3 separate regions of the Mus musculus genome follow, and regions 2 and 3 are each linked to region 1. A link is a contact called in public Hi-C data. All regions are on one chromosome and are shown on one strand. The core of a region is the stretch at or near the end of the contact, and the rest is flanking DNA. Distances in the headings are between cores, read along the strand shown. Region 1 overlaps Gm29683 (predicted gene, 29683). Region 2 has its middle 92 kb from the start of Gm34549. Region 3 has its middle 20 kb from the start of Gm34549.

Region 1 (2,700 bases), core at 99-2,598:
TGTGTGTGTGTGTGTGTGTGTGTGTGTGTGTGTGTGTGTGAGAGAGAGAGAGAGAGAGAGAGAGAGAGAGAGAGAGAGAGAGAGAGAGAAGAGAAGAGGAGAGATCGCGGGTGGAGGGTAGAGAATAACGTCAAGACAGAAATCTAGAGACTGAGCTGGCTCCTTGAAAATGCTCACTCGGTTACCCTTTACCCGCTTTGGGCCCTGCCACCTCCTGGACCCTCACTCGAGCCTTTGGCATCTCGGATTGGCCTCCCCCTCGGGCACAAACAACACCAGCGCCATCCGGGCCCCTCGGCGTCGGCTCCCTGCCTAAGTCTCAGGACCTGAAGCTTAGTGCCCAGATGCAAAGAGCAAGGAGTTGGGGGTGGGGGTGGGGTAGGAACAAGCCTCGTGGAGGAAGAGTGGGTGGGTAGGAGAGTTGTTAAGGGAAAGGAGCAAAGAGGGCGGAGTGGGAGGGGTGGAACGGGAATACTGACACCTGGAAGGCATTGTCTTTGCTAGAGACACCTGTCAATCTCTGCTCAGGGGTCTTGAGGCCAGGGGCGGGGAGGCCGCCGTTCTCCTTGGTGATGTCATCTAGGAGTCTCGTCCCTAAGGAGGGTGGGAATGGCTCCGAGGGCGCAGAGCCCAGAGGGCTTAGAGAAGCGTGGGGGAGGAAAAGAGAAAATAAACAGAAGTAGCTCTCTCGGCTGGCAATTTACATGGAAATCAATAATCCAACTTTAATGTTATTTTTAATCTTCCCTGACCGTCTTGCCTTTTCACTAGGGGAGAGGGGATGAGGTTACAACAGCCCATCCCTCTACCCACACAATCGCTGGGGAAGTCTTGTTATCTCAAATCCCGGTGCAACCAACCCTTCCCCCAGATCCACACCCCGCCCCCCTTTTCTGCGGGTCGTTCCAAACGCTGCCTTCAGGCTTGAGAAGGAAACACTTTGGGACGAGTTTTGAAAGTCTTCCGATACTGCACCGGGTGAAGGGGGAGTTAATTAACGCCAGGCATGCTCAGCGAGTGGGAGAGGGGGCCTCGGCGTGGGTGGGCGGGCCAGGTCGACTGCAGAGGTGCGCGCAGTGCGGGAGGCGCGGGATCTGGAGGCCCGAACTTGCGGGCCTTTGCTGGCAGGAGGTGATCGGAGGTGGCTCGGGCAGGGAGCGCGGAGATGCCCCCAAGGAGTCCCCCCGTTAATCCTGGGGAATTCTGATCTCCCACCTACTGGGCCCCCACTCCCAACCCACCGTGTGCTACAGAACTCTCATTCTTTTCGGCCGGAGCTAATTAGCAGCCTGCCAGCGGCCTGATTTATGGAAACGCTCGGGCGGGCGGAGACGCACCGCTAGCGGAGCTCTGGCTGCCTCCGGGCGGAGCGAAGGAGGAGTCTCCACCGACCTCCTCCGACGAATTTCCCTCCTCCCTGCCAGGGGGAAAAAAAGAAGAAGAAGAAGTTGCTGTTTCATCGCTTCGACCTGGCTGGTCCAGGAGCCTACCCCCTCGCCCTAACCACCTTAACCTAGGACGCGGGGATGTTTAGGTTCCTGTGGGCAAGGCAGGGACTGTGGCCCAGTAGCAGCATCCCGCAAGTGTTGAGGCCACCAGGTTCCAGCTCCGGCTAGAATCGGAGCCTTCCAGCCCTGGGATCTCAGCTCAAGGTCCCCAGTGAAGGGACGTCGGATCTAAAGGCTCTTAGGGAGCCGCAGTAGGACCAAATCAGATCTCTAGGCAGGAAGGAGAGATGGGCGACTGCAAAGGGACAGACTCAGATGTCTTTGTCTGGATCCTAGAGGCCGCCGCCGGCCGTGTTCCTTTCCACTTTCTAGTTATTTTCTTTTTGGTGTTCTCCAGTGAGGTCCTCTCTTCGGTTCAAGCGAGTGTCCAGCGAAAGGCCATTCATTATTAGAAGCATTTAGCCAGGCGTTTATCCAAAGAAACAGTGCAAACCTGATGTTTGCCTTCCTGGGTTGTTGTGGGTGACCCAGGAGGAAGGGGGAAGTAGATCCCCCCCTTTACCCCGCGGACCCCAGTAGCGAGGGTGGAAGGAGGGGCCGGTGAAGGACAGAGGAATCTCAGCATGGACCTGTTGCTGGCGCTTAAGCAGCCCTTCTGCTCCTCAGAAAAGCACTGTTTGCCAGTGTTTCTCCAAGATGCACCAGAGGGACGCGACCGTGAGAGCATCTGTGCCTGCTAGAAGCATTTGGAAGGGACAAAACAGGCAGACCCAGAGGCCAGAGGCTTAGGCAGCCTCTCTGGCTCAGGGTTGAACTGGAAACTGGGCAGCGCAGGTGTGAAAAGTGGTAGGGGCAGAAGTCTCTGGCAAGATTGCCCGGTTCCTTAAGCTCGTTTCTCTCTCAAACCCTATCCCAGCACTCCAGGCCTTTCTGTGACTGAAAAGGAAGTGGTTGAGAACTGATTGTCTCTACAAGCTCAGTGTAAACTTTAAAATACCACCCCGTTCTGCCCTTTTCAGAAGTCGTTTTTTGATCTTCTGGCTGGTACAAGAGCAGCGCCAGCAACCTTCACCTCAAACCTGCAGACACCTGTCATTTCCTACCTATAGGGCTCGGATCCTCTCTCCTTGTGGAGACCAGTCTGTGTCATAGAGAGCATGAAGCTTCCTCTTGGGCCGAGAAAATTGAGAGAGAGAGAGAGAGAGAGAGAGAGAGAGAGAGAGAACGGGGGTGGGGGAGTATTTTCAAAAGG
Region 2 (2,700 bases), core at 52-2,551, 1.8 Mb before region 1:
TCTTCCCCATTTATAAGTTCTTGGAGTTGCATCTGTGCATCCCCAATGTTTCTGGAGTGGATCTCCCTGCTGGTAAGGGTGGGATTTGAGTTTGTGTATAATTCCATTCAAACCATCTCCACTGGCTCCTTGTACTCTCCTAAACAAGACTCCCTATCTTCATCACGTCTGGCTGGTTTAGCTCAGCTTGCCACACTGCACAGGAGACGTTAGATTTCTGGCATACATCTCCAGACATTTTATGGACCAATAATTCCCAAGGTGTACATGAGCTCTCACAGCCCGGTAATTACCGTTGCCCTCTTCCCTGGACCTGTCTCCATAAAGAGCCGCCTCTCTGCGCATCTCTGGCATCTCCTCCTCTCTAAGGCTGGACTTGGAACTACCAAGCTCCTAATTATCCATCCTGCTCAGGGAATCTCTGTGTGGGGTTCTCAGGCCAGCCTTTGATGGAGGGTTTGGTGGTGGTGGTGGTGGTGGGGTGGTGGGGTGGGGAAGTCTAGTCATTGACCTTGATTAAAGAGCTTCGATGGATCAAGTAAAACGGGCATCTTATTTCGTTCACAGCAAACTAATCTCGTGGACCAAACTTAAAGGTGAATTGTGGGAAATAAGTAAATTTGACCAAAATTTACTGTAATTTCTGTCTCAAATCACTGTTGTTTGATCAAGTAAGGACTCATTCAATGATTCGATGGCGCTTTCTTCTTTTCTTTTGTACCTCAACCAAATCCGAGCAATTATTCTGGAGCTCAAAACCACATTAAATCCATTTACTGCCTCCCTCAGCTGGTCAACCCCCCCCCCCCCACGAGGACCCGCCCTCTCCACAAGCATAAGCATTGGTTTCCTGCCCTGCTCAGCTCACACCTTAGCCAGGAGAAAACGATCCTTGGTACTTAACCAGGAAAGGGGAAGTGCTGTTAGACACTAGCCCACTATGTGCTTTGCAAACTACCACAAAACGTGTGATTCTTTTCTTTAATTAAACTCACACCTCCCTTGGGGGGAAAAAGGAAAGACAGGGAAGAGGCCATGCTTCGAGTGATAATTGTCTTTTCTTTGATTTTCAAAAGTGAGAGAAATAATAGGAAGTCAGAGACTCACCTAGTCGATAAACTAGCCTATTGTTAATTACCCTCGGAACACATACATGTATTGATCTGAAAATCTTCTAGGTGGAGTGATTGACAGCAGCGAATCCCCATACTTCAGTCCCAAGGGACAAGGGACTTGGTTTGCGGGTAGCCTGGAGCTAACAAGTCGGGCTCCTGAAGAAGTAGCAGGCTCCTACCAGTAGGTGGCAGCAGAGTTCCACGGATGGAAACAACTGCTCAGCCCAGTCCTGAATTTGTCCCCAAACCTAGGAAAGATCGCAGAGTTCCTGACTTTAAAATCCACTTCCCAAGGCGCACAAGAGGTCTTCGAAAAAACCCAGAGGATTGTTTTCTGCCGTACTGTACATTCCATTCCATTTTGCTCTTTTTTTTTTCTCATTTGGCTAGGAACTGGTAACGCCACTTTCAGGTTTATTCTTCACACGCCCCTCCATTCCTCGTCTTGCTTTCTTTTTGTTTCATTTACAGTTTCTCTTGTAGCTGTCATATCTACATTAGAGGGTAAAGTATAGCTAAGTGGGTTTTTTATTTTTATTTTTAAAAAATTTGCAACTGTTCTTTTGTGGGCTGTGATTATGACAGGAAAGAAAGTCTCAGACATGGTCTGAACAATTTGTCTGCTTAATTTGGAAGTCATTCAGGTATTGTATTGTATTGGTTTGGTTTGGTTTGATCATTAAAAACGCATCCTCATATAGATACTGCACAATAGACATAATACAGAGTATGAATATAAGAATATGTAGAATGATAGATATAGAGAATGATAGAATATATAAGTGGTATAGAATGAAGTCAGGTGTGAGGCTTGCTGGTGCTTCTCAGCTCATGGAAGATTTATCAATATCAAACTGTTGAGAGACATCATTCATTCATTCATTCATTCATGAATTTATTAATTTCCCCTTCATTTTATTATCTCCATTTTCCCTCGCCTTGCCTCCCCCCACCTTTAACTTTACAAAAACAGGGTTTACCTTTCACTAGACCGTTCTGTTTAGCAGCAGGCTCTACTCTAAAATATGCATTTTTGTGGGCTTTCTATTTTTCAAAAATGTATTAGGTTGTTCTGTCCTTTCTTCTCCTATGAACTACTGTGCTTTAGAGATTATGTTGCTGTGTATATACCTTCAACCCTCCTGCTTCTGACTCCTGCGGAGAGGTCTACCTGGACTAGAATGCTATTCACTGCCCCCTAGGGGTGGATCCCTGAACTGCCCAGGACTCTTCAGATATCCTTTTGTGATGACCATCTTAGGTTTGTCTCTTTATAAACTGGTGTGGGAATCTCTGGGAACGTACATATTTTTAATCTGACAGCTTTACCAAATGGGTCCGCTCTTTTTGTTCCCACCACCACCACATCTCCATGGCACGGAGTCAGTACTGTCTGGAGAACAGCCGCATTCCCCGTTTATTGAGATCGTTCTTCCATCATTTCATTCCGTTCATTAGACTCCAACAACACCCATTATACTTTATACGGTGAAACGTTTCCTCTTCCATGATTTCTAAATGTTTTATATAGTCTTAAAGCTATTGTGATTTTTTTCTTAAGTTATCTTTCCTTGCTGTTTGTTGC
Region 3 (2,733 bases), core at 125-2,624, 1.9 Mb before region 1:
AACAATCTAGCATTACAGTATGTTCAGGAGCTACACAATAACTGATATATTTGACAAACAAAAGAAGAGGGAAAGAATTTGAAAGGGAAAAGAAAAAAGAAAAGAAAAGAAAAGAAAAGAAAAAACCCAAAAACCCCAAACCCCACAAAAACCCAAGATTAGCAGAGAACACTTGCATGAAGCAATACATGGAGTTCTTTCTTGCCATCTCAAAACGTAAAAGTGACATTTTAGTGTACCGAGTCTTAAGCTGTGTATTGGCTAGTTTTATGTCAGAGAGGAGGGAGCCTCAATTGTGAAAGTGCCTCCATAGGATCCAGATGAGACAAGCCTCTGGTGCATTTTCTTAGTGTCCGATTGTGTCGACATTATGGGTGGTGCCATCCCAGATCTGGTGGTCCTGGTTCTATAATAAAACATGTGCCATGTAATCATCAAAACAAACAGAGACACATTTAGTTGAACTGTTAGACTAATTTCCAGTGACTTTTGAGTCAAGCCCAAAGAAGAGTTGAAGAATGTGTTGTATTTAGGGCTTCCAAAACAACTTACGTTGGTAGCAGTTCATTGGATCACGGAAAATGAAACAGACACAGACACAGACACAGACACAGACACAGACACACACAGACACACAGACACAGACACAGACACAGTCACAGACACAGACACAGACACAGACACACACACACACACACAAAGAGACACACACAGGGAGAGAGAGAGAGAGAGAGAGAGAGAGAGAGAGAGAGAGAGAGAGAATAGCTGAAGATACACAGATACACACTTTGGGCCAGGAGTTCAGTTGAATGGAGATGTCGTAAGTCTCTATGAGACTATGGATCTGACCCTTAGCACTGACACAGGGTAGCAACTTACAATTCGAAACCCAAACCAAATCCCCACCAACAAACAAATAAAGCAATCCACGCCTAGCTCTAACTGTGTGATCATGCCGTGGTTAGCTGCTCTCAGAAGTGCCTGCATGAACATCTGTTGGAACAGACCCAGGGCTGGAACTGAGAAAGAAAACAGGACAGGTTCCAGAACCTTAATCTTTACTGTGCTCTTTTTTTACTGTCTGGACAGAATGCTAGGTCAAATGTGTTTATTTTGACAATCGAAAGATAAAACAGAATCCAGGTTTTATGTAGCACTTAGGGATTGGCCTTAATTTGTTTGCTTAACTAACAAAACAAAACAAACACCCCCCCCCCAACAAAAAAACCAAAACCCAACCACCACAACAAAACATTCTCTGCTGCTATTCTTATCAAGGAAGATCTTGTATTTGCATGACCACAGAACTGGCCTGTTAGGAAGGGCCCATTAATTTGACGTTTTTTTTGGACGTTGTTTTAGTGGTTTGAGGCCACAGGGGGTTGTATTTTCATGGCCTCGTTTTGGAATAGGCAGTCACTGGAGAGATGTGATGTATTCTGTTCAGAATGTCTTGGTTTCACCAGCAGCTCTTCTGTTGTTCCAACTCTGTTGACACACTCACAACAGGCACACAGGGATCCTGGAGCTGCAGCATGGCAGCCTGGGAGATACCAGGGAAAGGCAATTGTCCATTGTCCCTCTTGCTATTTCCAGGTAAAGATATGGTGTTTGGAGTGGCCAATAGCTTGTGATGCAACTCTCCTCAAAATGCCTTCTGGAATAAAGCTAGCTTAGCATTCGGAAACAATGCAGATACTTTTCTGACCTCAGTGACAACTACCAAACTCTTAACAAACACTGGGTGTCTCCCGAGACTCCCAGGGACAACCTCCTTGTAATCAGAACCCTGTGTGATACAACTTGGGTGCTGGGAGACCAGATTCTAGTTCTGTGTAGCCATTCCAGACATGACTAGAAATGTCACCTACCGCAGGAGGCTGTGGAAACAGATACCGGTTCCCTCCTGGCTCCAAAGTTCTCTTCGCATGTTTCACTTACTGACTGGTTTAAACTATAGGTTGCAGAGAAGATTTCAAATGTCTTGAAATACTTTATTTTATTCTTTTTTTCCAAACAATTCTATATTTTATTTAATTGATTAATTTAGGACTTTGAGACAGAGTCTCAGTATGTAGCCAAGGCTGACCCACAACTGTCAGAGACCTGTCTGCCTCTGCCTCCTGAGAGGCGGGATTAAAGGTGTTCTATACCATCCCTGACTTTTACTTTTTACAGATCGTGGGGTTTCATCCAGGGGCCTTTGTGGTGGGTTGGAGTGTCTACACAGCAGAGACAGGTTATACAAAAGGACAGTGGCCAGCACATATATAAAAATAACACTGATCAAAACCTGTAGCACGGTGCCTAGCAAACCATGGCCATATCTAGAACTACCCAGTCTCAGAAGCCAGCTTGCCGAGAGCCAGACTTGCTCTCTCTAGTAACAATCCAGAAAGCCAGGTGACAACTTCTGTAGCAGTCAGTCCCCAAAGTACACATTGGTTAACAAGTGACACTCTTTGTAATTTTCGTTCCTGGTTAAGGACCAGTAAGGGAAAGTTAAATATTTCCCTAAGCAACTCCTTGGAGTGCCCTGCCCTCCTTGAGCAGTGTCCCACATTTCCAGGCCCGAGGGCTCTAATTAGGGCCCACCTCACAGCTTTTCTGTGTTACACTATGAAGTCTTCCGTCCTGCGGCTCTGCTGAAACACAGGTGACAGTTTCCTCACTGTCAGCAGGCTCTGAATTAGTAGCACAATTCCTACTTTCTCAGCCTAACTTTCCAGTTTC

What was found. A called contact is a pair of places that touch in the nucleus more often than the background predicts.
Region 2: a Hi-C map of uterus shows a contact between it and region 1, with 8 times the contacts expected there. The contact joins two enhancer-like sites. A contact is called at or near these places in 1 of 15 datasets of contacts at CTCF or cohesin (stem cell-derived epiblast-like cells), 28 of 484 Hi-C or Micro-C datasets (adipose-derived mesenchymal stem cells, cardiomyocytes, cerebellar granule neurons and 16 more), 11 of 115 datasets of contacts at active chromatin or transcription factors (astrocytes, craniofacial prominence, embryonic basal ganglia and 6 more) and 1 of 9 other capture datasets (embryonic stem cells).
Region 3: a Hi-C map of uterus shows a contact between it and region 1, with 4 times the contacts expected there. The contact joins two enhancer-like sites. A contact is called at or near these places in 4 of 484 Hi-C or Micro-C datasets (cortical neurons, cranial neural crest and uterus) and 3 of 115 datasets of contacts at active chromatin or transcription factors (astrocytes, forebrain and stem cell-derived neural progenitor cells).

Annotation. Positions count from the first base shown.
Region 1 is chr7:70,330,548-70,333,247 of GRCm38.p6, forward strand. The region is part of intron 1 of Gm29683 (predicted gene, 29683); the gene reads right to left. Among named protein-coding and RNA genes, the nearest start is that of Gm29683, 5.9 kb to the right of the region's middle. Within about 2 kb of position 1,349, at least 109 of the 459 cell types and tissues checked have an H3K27ac peak or open chromatin away from gene starts, as enhancers often do. A contact at or near this core is called in uterus, where this site is marked.
Region 2 is chr7:68,578,535-68,581,234 of GRCm38.p6, forward strand. No RefSeq gene overlaps it. Among named protein-coding and RNA genes, the nearest start is that of Gm34549, 92 kb to the left of the region's middle. Within about 2 kb of position 1,302, at least 5 of the 459 cell types and tissues checked have an H3K27ac peak or open chromatin away from gene starts, as enhancers often do. A contact at or near this core is called in uterus, where this site is marked.
Region 3 is chr7:68,466,232-68,468,964 of GRCm38.p6, forward strand. No RefSeq gene overlaps it. Among named protein-coding and RNA genes, the nearest start is that of Gm34549, 20 kb to the right of the region's middle. Within about 2 kb of position 1,375, at least 9 of the 459 cell types and tissues checked have an H3K27ac peak or open chromatin away from gene starts, as enhancers often do. A contact at or near this core is called in uterus, where this site is marked.